Regions from separate parts of the Sus scrofa genome. Here region 1 is linked to region 2. A link is a contact called in public promoter capture Hi-C data. All regions are on one chromosome and are shown on one strand. The core of a region is the stretch at or near the end of the contact, and the rest is flanking DNA. Distances in the headings are between cores, read along the strand shown.

Evidence for each region. Promoter capture Hi-C pulls out the DNA fragments that hold promoters and counts their contacts.
Region 1: a contact with region 2 is called in a promoter capture Hi-C map of liver, with 4 times the contacts expected there. The contact joins the enhancer-like site here to the promoter of OSR2 in region 2. A contact is called at or near these places in 1 of 5 promoter capture datasets (liver), 8 of 47 Hi-C or Micro-C datasets (embryonic fibroblasts, epiblast stem cells, liver and 1 more) and 1 of 2 datasets of contacts at active chromatin or transcription factors (skeletal muscle).

Annotation. Positions count from the first base shown.
Region 1 is chr4:38,098,797-38,102,768 of Sscrofa11.1, reverse strand. The region is part of intron 4 of STK3 (serine/threonine-protein kinase 3); the gene reads right to left. Among named protein-coding and RNA genes, the nearest start is that of STK3, 89 kb to the right of the region's middle. Within about 2 kb of position 2,593, at least 5 of the 83 cell types and tissues checked have an H3K27ac peak or open chromatin away from gene starts, as enhancers often do. A contact at or near this core is called in liver, where this site is marked.
Region 2 is chr4:37,895,012-37,899,207 of Sscrofa11.1, reverse strand. It overlaps OSR2 (protein odd-skipped-related 2), which reads left to right and starts at 1,273. Exons shown (of 4, transcript XM_005655349.3): 1 at 1,273-1,660.

The sequences.
Region 1 (3,972 bases), core at 1,344-3,843, 200 kb before region 2:
AAAGACGGAAGTCTACATCTGGTTTCAATAATGGTATGAATTCATTGGCAAATTTAAAAAGAATCCCATTGTACAAAACAAAAAGGTGGTTTTGATAGGCTTTAGTCCTCTGGTTACTTTCGTTTCTAAAGTCATATGATTAGTATAATAATATGATACATTTAATATGTCACTATGTATATGGTTTTGATAAAAATGCACCCACCAAAGTGTCTGAAGGGCACAGGCACAAGCTGTTTTAAAATACATATACTGCCTTAATGCTTTTACTTTAGTAAAAACAAATTCAAGTGAGGTTTTGTAAGTTCATACAAAAATCATAATTTTAACTTTCTAAAAATCAATCTTGAACAATCTTAGCTAAATCTACCTTTTCGACATAATTATTTATGCATATAAAATAATGTATTAATTCTGTATTTAGTACTTATTCTCTACTAAGGAAACAAACCAAAAAATGAAACATAGTTCCTCCTTTTCAAGTGCCATAGACATATATAACTACAGATACTTTACCATCAAATTTTAAGTCTCAACTTTCACAGTGGTTTTTCATAAAGTTTTTAAAACCATCTGAGCAAAACTCACCAATGCAATCTTTACACAGTCTTTTAAGGCCTGGATCAGATCTCACCTCTTTCAAGAAATTTCCCTTTATTCCTCATCTCAGGATTTACCTGCCCAGTAATGATAATGATAACATCAACAACAGCTCACCCTTATACTGAGTTTTTACTGTACCAGCCATATTACAGGTATCATTTCATTTTCCATCCAAACACCACAAAGAGTAGACATCAACAAAAATTTATCTGAGAGGCTGTTACACTACCTTGGGAGGGGAAAGAAACAAGAGCAAATAATTACAATATTAAGCAATGCCTGTTTTAACAAGATTAGGTATAGGAGCACTCCAGGACAGCAGTTTCTAAGCTGACGGTGGATAAGAACCAGTAGTCTTAAAATCCAAGATACATACTTTAACCTTCCAGGCCCTGAATGATACAGTTCTTGCTAGCCTTGACAATCTTACCACACCACTCTCCCTACCAAAGACTCCACAGAGGAAGTGACTTCTGAGCTGACTCCTGAAGAATGAACAAAGTTTCTCCAGAGACCAAAAAGGGAATGAAATACTAAATAGGTATAAAGGCGATGGGCACAAACATATATGAAGTCAAGTACAAGTGAATGGTTCTTTGTGTTTGAATGTAAGGTATATGGGAAAATAGTGCTAGATATAAAGGTAGGTTAGGGCCAAACTCTGCTTTATGTGTCTACCCATTTTCAAACGGAAAGATGATTTGATCATACCTGAACTTTTAAGAAGGAAACTCTAGCAGCAGACTTAGTCAAAGATGAAAGCTTAGTACCACCCACTGGGACACATCAGCCTCACTGTATGTGAGTTTGCAAAGGACTTTTGATCTTGTTTTTTTCTACTTCTCATTTTTTTTAGGGGTAGCTCCTGCTGTGGCTCAGCAGTAAAGAACCCGACTAATATCCACGAGGACTCGAGTTCGATCCCAGGCCTTGCTCAGTGGGTTAAGGATCCAGCATTGCCATGAGCTGTGGTTAGGTTGCAGATGCGGCTCAGATCCCACACTGCTGTGGCTGTGGCACAGGCTGGCAGCTGCAGCTCCAATTTGACACCTAGCTTGGGAACTTCCACATGAAATAGAAAAGAAAAAAAAAAAAAAAAAGACTAGAAGTAGGAAAGCTAGTGTAAAGAATATAATAAAGTCATTTATAGCAGTAGTAATAGCAGCGGCAGCAGCAGCAATTGGAGTAATAGCTAATAGGTATATAAACTTGCTTAAAATCCCAATGGATTTTTTTAGTCAAAATTTCTAATTCTGGAGTTCCTGTCATGGTGCAGTGGAAACGAATTTGACTAGGAACCATGAGATTGCGAGTTCGATCCCTGGCCTCGCTCAGTGGGTTAAGGATCCAGCGTTGCCACGAGCTGTGGTGTAGGTCGCAGACGTGGCTCGGATTCTACGTTGCTATGACTGTGGTGTAGGTTGGCAGCTGTAACCCCTAGCCTGGGAACCTCTATATGCTGCGGTGCGGCCCTAAAAAGCAAAAAAAAAAATTCTAATTTTAAGATGGAGAGATGTCAAAGCATGCAGTTAGGCAAGAAGGCACTGAAAGCAAAATCCAAAATTCTTTCGTAATTCAAACCGAAATTGCTTAACCATTAAAAAATAACATAGGGCTTAGGTAGCACCCTCTCAACCAAATTTAAAAAAAAGAAAAAAGGAAGCGAATTATCATTAAAAAGGAACATGCCCTCTAACTCAGTAATTCCATCTCTCAGAATGTATCCAATGTCCACAGCAAGACAGGTATGCCAATACACACCAATAAAACTTTACTGCAGCCTTGAATACACAAAAATTGGTAAGCTGGAATTCATTTTGCCCAAAGTACTAAAAAAATACATTCCATTACATACACACAGACCTATAGGTCCTGGTACGGAGAAATCTCCAAGAAACATCAGAAGTTAAAAAAGAAAGAGAGAGAGAAGGCAGGAGTTCATGCCAAGGCACAACAGGATCAAGAGAATCTCTGGAGCACTTGGACGCAGGTTCAGTCACCAGCCTGGCACAGGCTAGACAACTGTGGCTCAGATTTGATCCCTAGCCCACAGTGCCACGCCCATCCCAAAAAAAAGACAAGGTATGGAACACCACCTATGCAGTATGAATCCCTTGTGTAAAACAAGATATACATATACACATACTGAAAGAACCCACAAGAAGCTGTTAACTGACATCTCTTAGAGGAAGTAAAACTGAGGGGTGACTGAGGAGACACTAAGTTCCTCTTCTGCACTATCTGGAATTTTTACAATGTGCTCATATTACTTTTTTCCCCTTAATTTATATAATTAAAATGGGAGATGTTTCTACATTCTGGCTATAAAGAATCATGCAATACAATTTTTAAAGCTCTCCATCTAAAATAGTTAAAATTAGAGATTTGCTACCTCAGGAGCTAAATTTCCATTTTCTGGAATTTTTTTTTTTTTTTTTTTTTTTGTCTTTTGTCTTTTGTGTTTTTAGGGCCACACCCGTGGCATGTAGAGGTTCTCAGGCTAGGGGTCTAATCAGAGCTGTTGCTGCTGGCCTGCACCACAGCCAAAGCAACACCAGATCCAAGCCGCATCTGTGAGCTACACCACAGCTCATGGCAACGCCAGATCCTTAACCCACTGGGTGAGCCCAGGGATTGAGCCTGCAACCTCACGGTTCCTAGTCAGATTCGTTTCTGCTGAGCTGTGATGGGAACTCCCATTTTCTGGAAAATTAAGTTACATACATTTCTTGATTTCAATATTTTACTGGATAAGATACAATGATCTTTTAATACATTTTTCTAATACTAAAGAATAGCCACTATTTCAACAAATACCATAAAATTCTTACATCATAGTAATTAAAAACTAAATAACCAAACATCACTTTTTAAAGTTTTTGCCTTAACAGTGGTCAATTCAATTTACATGTGCACAGAACTTTACAGGTTACAAAATGTTCTGACATTCATCATCTTTGTTCCTCACAAGAAAACACTGAGGTAGGTAAAGCCAGTAATATGATACTAGGTCCATTTTAGGATTAGGCATCTGAAGTTTAAAGGAGTTACACAATGTACCCAGGGTCACAGAGCTAATAAGTAACAACTCAGGACCTGATGTTTGGTCTTCTGATTCCACATGCAGGAGTCCTTCCACTAAATGACATCACTCCACATAACCACTGTCATAGTGTGCTAAGGGTCAGGCTGATGACAGGGTGGGAGGGCTTGTGATAGATCTGACTATGCCAGGCAGTCTGCCAGGAGAAGAATGTGTGATGTAAAAATAAAGTACATGATGGTGGGCCTGACTTATGAAAGGGAAATAGAACTGGGAGAAACGCCAGTAAGAATGGCAACTAAGGTGAAGACTGGGCAGCTTACCAA
Region 2 (4,196 bases), core at 24-2,523:
GTTTTTTAGGCTTCTGCTTATATTTGTCCCCTTCCCCGCACGATTGAGATTATTTTAATTGTGCTTAGGAGCAGCACATCCAAAACCATATTCTGGCGGACCACCTCTGAACTGTGTACATCCGCTTGGCTCGAAGACCTGCGCCCCTCCAAGCTCAGACTTGCAGGGGGCTAACGCAAACCGCCTTTGGAGAACTCGTCTGGGACGAAGGGCATTTTACTCAGTGCTGCTCACGAAGATCTCATCTGGACACAGGCTTTTTAAGATGAGAGTATGTCATCCTCTTTCTGTCACTTGGTCCCCCTATTTCCAGAGTAGCTGAAGTGCGTTCTGCAGTTACACTCACACGGGACCGAACCTTTAGAAGAACCTGAAAAATGTATCACTACACTTCAAATTCGATTAAGTTTCCTGGCGAATGAACAATGAACCCTGTCTTTGCTAGGAATGGAGATGCACACGTTTGAAAAGCTAGAATAGTATTTTCCTAAATATTTTTAAATGATTGCTTTTCCCCTATTCCAGATGAATTCTTTATTGTTTGTCAATGGGTTGCAGATGCCCACCCCTTTAACCAAGTTAGCTAACTGCTTGTGAAATGTACATTGGCTGATTAAAGCTTAAATATTGGGAAAAAAATTCTCCTGGGATATTCTACATTGTCTTTGCAGTAATTACGAAATTAGTCAATTGTCACCTCTATAAACAAACTTCGTTTTGAAAACAACAGACGAAAGCAGACTATACATACAGTCGTAATTGACCAAAAGTATGTACACAACTGTATTTAAAATTAGGGGAAGGGTGATGTATGCTGGCGAATACAATCTAGAAGTGATTGATTTTTACCTACGAAGAAGATGGTTATGTTAAACGTGATTAGACGTGGAAATTAACGCGGCGAGCGCGCCAAGTAAAACTGCAAAATGCACTTTGGGCTTCTCTGCGGGGTCTTTGGGAGGCAGAAGGCCAGTTGTTCTGTTTCCAACATTATTAGGAAAAGTGGCACCGAGAAGGAAGAGGGTGGGCGTTGTGTTTGTGTGTGAGCTTTGAACTGAGTCACCTTGGCCATGTAACAGGGAAACCTCGAGCAAACCTGTCTGTGCCTTTAAGATTCAGTTGCTATCCAAACACAAGTAAACAGAGTGGACCATTAGCGGGCGCCCGGCGCGGAGGCGGAGCCTGGGCGCAGGGGGCCCGGCGCGGCTGCGGGACGCCCGCCCGAAGGGGAGGCGGGGCCGCTACTAAAGCCCGACTCAGCCCGCCGCGAGCAGCTTGGGGAGGGACGCGGGCGGGGACAGAGCTCCGTACGCTCGCTGCTGGAGGGTGATGGCCCTGCGAGGCTGCAGGCTCCGACCTTACCCGGAGTCGGCGGCGAGAGGATCGCAGAGGCGCGAGGTTCTGGGCTAGCGCTAAGTGCGAACTCCAACCACCCCGGGTCTTTACACATTCTGCGTCTACAGACTCTGACCAAGGCGACTCAGAGGATCCGCTCTGGTTTGAGCTGCTCGTCGTCCTCCAGATCATGTCCGCAGCTCCCTGGACTCCGCGCGGAAAAAGAAGTTTGTCAGGCGTGGACCCAATGACCTTTCCAAGCTGTGTGCCTCACTCTCTGGACCAGGTCTGAGTGGTGCTCCCCAGGCGGACCTTTCTGCTAGAGGTGAGTGTCTGTTCTGGGAACCGGCTGCAGCTGCCCTAAAGGAGGGAAGCTGCAGGGGGTGTAAGGGGGCGCTCAGATTCTCGGTCTGGTGTGCCGCGAGTTCAGACGTTTTGAAAAGAAATCGTATGCATGCACTCCAGGGCGTTGTATTTTTCACTTTATCGGATCCCAGGCACGCCGCTCCCAGCTAACACGCCACACACGCTTTCGTGAGCTGTTTTTAGGGTGCGTGTGACATTTAATCTAAGCATTCAGGAAGGCTTCTTATAAAAGCTGATCTACGTACGTTGAGATAAAACGCCACAACCTCATATTTTTCCTAACCCTACTGTGGGATTCCTGGTCCTCCCGTCCCGAGGCGGCCGCGGCAGCGCGGACCGGCCGGGACATAGAGTGTCTGCCTAGCCAGAGCGTTTCAAGAGGAAAGTAGTAGTTGAATCCTAGGTAATTCTCTAACCTCGTATTGGCCTTTTGATTTTCCTCTCATCCCTCCAGCCCTGGAGAAGGGGACAGAAGGCAAATTCCCCTGGGGTTTAAACGCTTGGATTCTTGAGACATGGCAACAGAGAAAAGAGTTGCCTTTGTAGGAAGAAGGGGGGAAAAAGGTGTTTGTTGGAGGGAGCGCTGGCTCTGTCTTTCTACCTGTTAGGAGGGAACAAAAGAGGACTGGCGTTTCCCAGGGCGAAACAGACAGCCACTTTCTCTGTTAAACAAACTGCAGTCCTGAGCAGAACAAGAAAATTACTCACGCAGGGGGGAGCGAGGGAGCAGAGAGAAACAGAACCCAGATTATGCGGAAGGCATCTTAATTTAATTAACTCCTTGGGAAGGCAGAGGCGCAGCGAAGGGGCAGGAACTTCGAAGCTGTTTCTCTCTGTTCACCTGATCTAGTCTGTCCATTTTAATTTAATTTTTTAAAAAATGACCTCCTTAGATCCAATTGGAGTCTAGCTCTCTGATTTTGTAAACATCTGTTGTGGCTTGAGCTGAAGTTCAGTGAGCCTGTGGATCCATCAGTCATTTCTCTCAGACTCCAACACACAGGTTTTAGCAGATGACCTCTGACCGTATATTATTTTTAGATAATTCGGTGTAATAACACATTACCAAACAGCGAGACTTCTTATCAAATTACCACTACCTTTCTGTCGCCAGTGTTTTGAAAGCTTCACTGAACTGAAATTAGTATGTACACCTCTCACTTGTTGACAGCCAGTGAACTAAATTTTACAAAACTTCTGACCATGTCTGGAAATTCCTGTGAAGAAGACTGATGAAAGGAAACTAGTCTAAGTTCCACCAAAATATTTATGTCTTTTCATTGGTTTAGGTTTCTTTCCTTGCAAAATTAAAAGTAACCAATGGTCCAAAACGGGATGGTGGAGAAGTGACAGCAGATGAAGACTGTTATTGCCTGAAACAGAGTGTGAGAACTACATGCTCAGCTCTAGACAAAACGAAAGTACTTTAAAGCTCTGCATTGACTTAAAATATCTTTGACATATATTTCCAGCTAGTCAGCAGGAGAGTGGAAATGTAAACTCCCTAATTATTCATGGCAAAAAAAAAAAAAGGTTGGTGGACATTTAAGGTTGTTCTGTTTGTGAAGAGTTTGCTCTTCTATAAAGACACTACTTGTCCTGCAGATTAAAATGAATAATACTATGAAATAGCACTTTTGTCCCACCATGAAGCTGAAGTCTAATAGAGGCCTTAATCTTTGTGTTATAAACTATTTGATGAAAAGGGAAGGAAGATGGCATTCAAGTTTCTGCTGGGAGAATTAACATGTAACCTCTATGGCAGAGTTCACTTTGTACACTTGGAATCAAAATCACAAGTCATGATAGTCCTTCAACCGACAACCACCACACACACTCACACACAGGCACCTACATACACGTACATACACACATACACGGGGAATGTGGTGGGAATTGCACTTTGCCTCCTGTATTTACTTCTAAGAAATCTAGTCTGGGAAAACACCCAAATAATAATTTTGGTTTCCTCTCCATGGGGGAAGTGGCTTTTTAACACTCGGAGAAAAAAAATAATGATTTGAATCTCTAGAAAAATCCTCCTTATGCAGAAAGAAGGAAATAAAGGTGAATTTATTATGTTTCATGGAGAGGAAATAATTGGATAGATTCTATCAGGGATGTTATTAGTAGAATCCTCTTTTCCTGCCTCTCTAGGAGAGGGTTTGAGGGTTGCCCCTGAACAAAAATGAATTGTGATTTGTGGTGGGAAATTGTATTACTAATGGAGGTTTACAGTTTCGGTTGAATGGTCTGACTGAGACCCTCTGACTGTTACACACCTCTCATTAACTCCCAGCCTCAATTCCCACACCGCATACCACCAGGCAGAAGCGGTTCATTAATAAATCCCTGTCTCCGAGCCGGTCCAAACAGAGGAGGAGGGAGGGAAGGTGTGGGCCTCACGGAGGCAGCCAGATTCTGCCTTGGCAGAGCGCTGTGTCATTAGCGCAGCCCCCTAAGCCTGCGCTCCGATAGAGCCATAGGCAGCACTT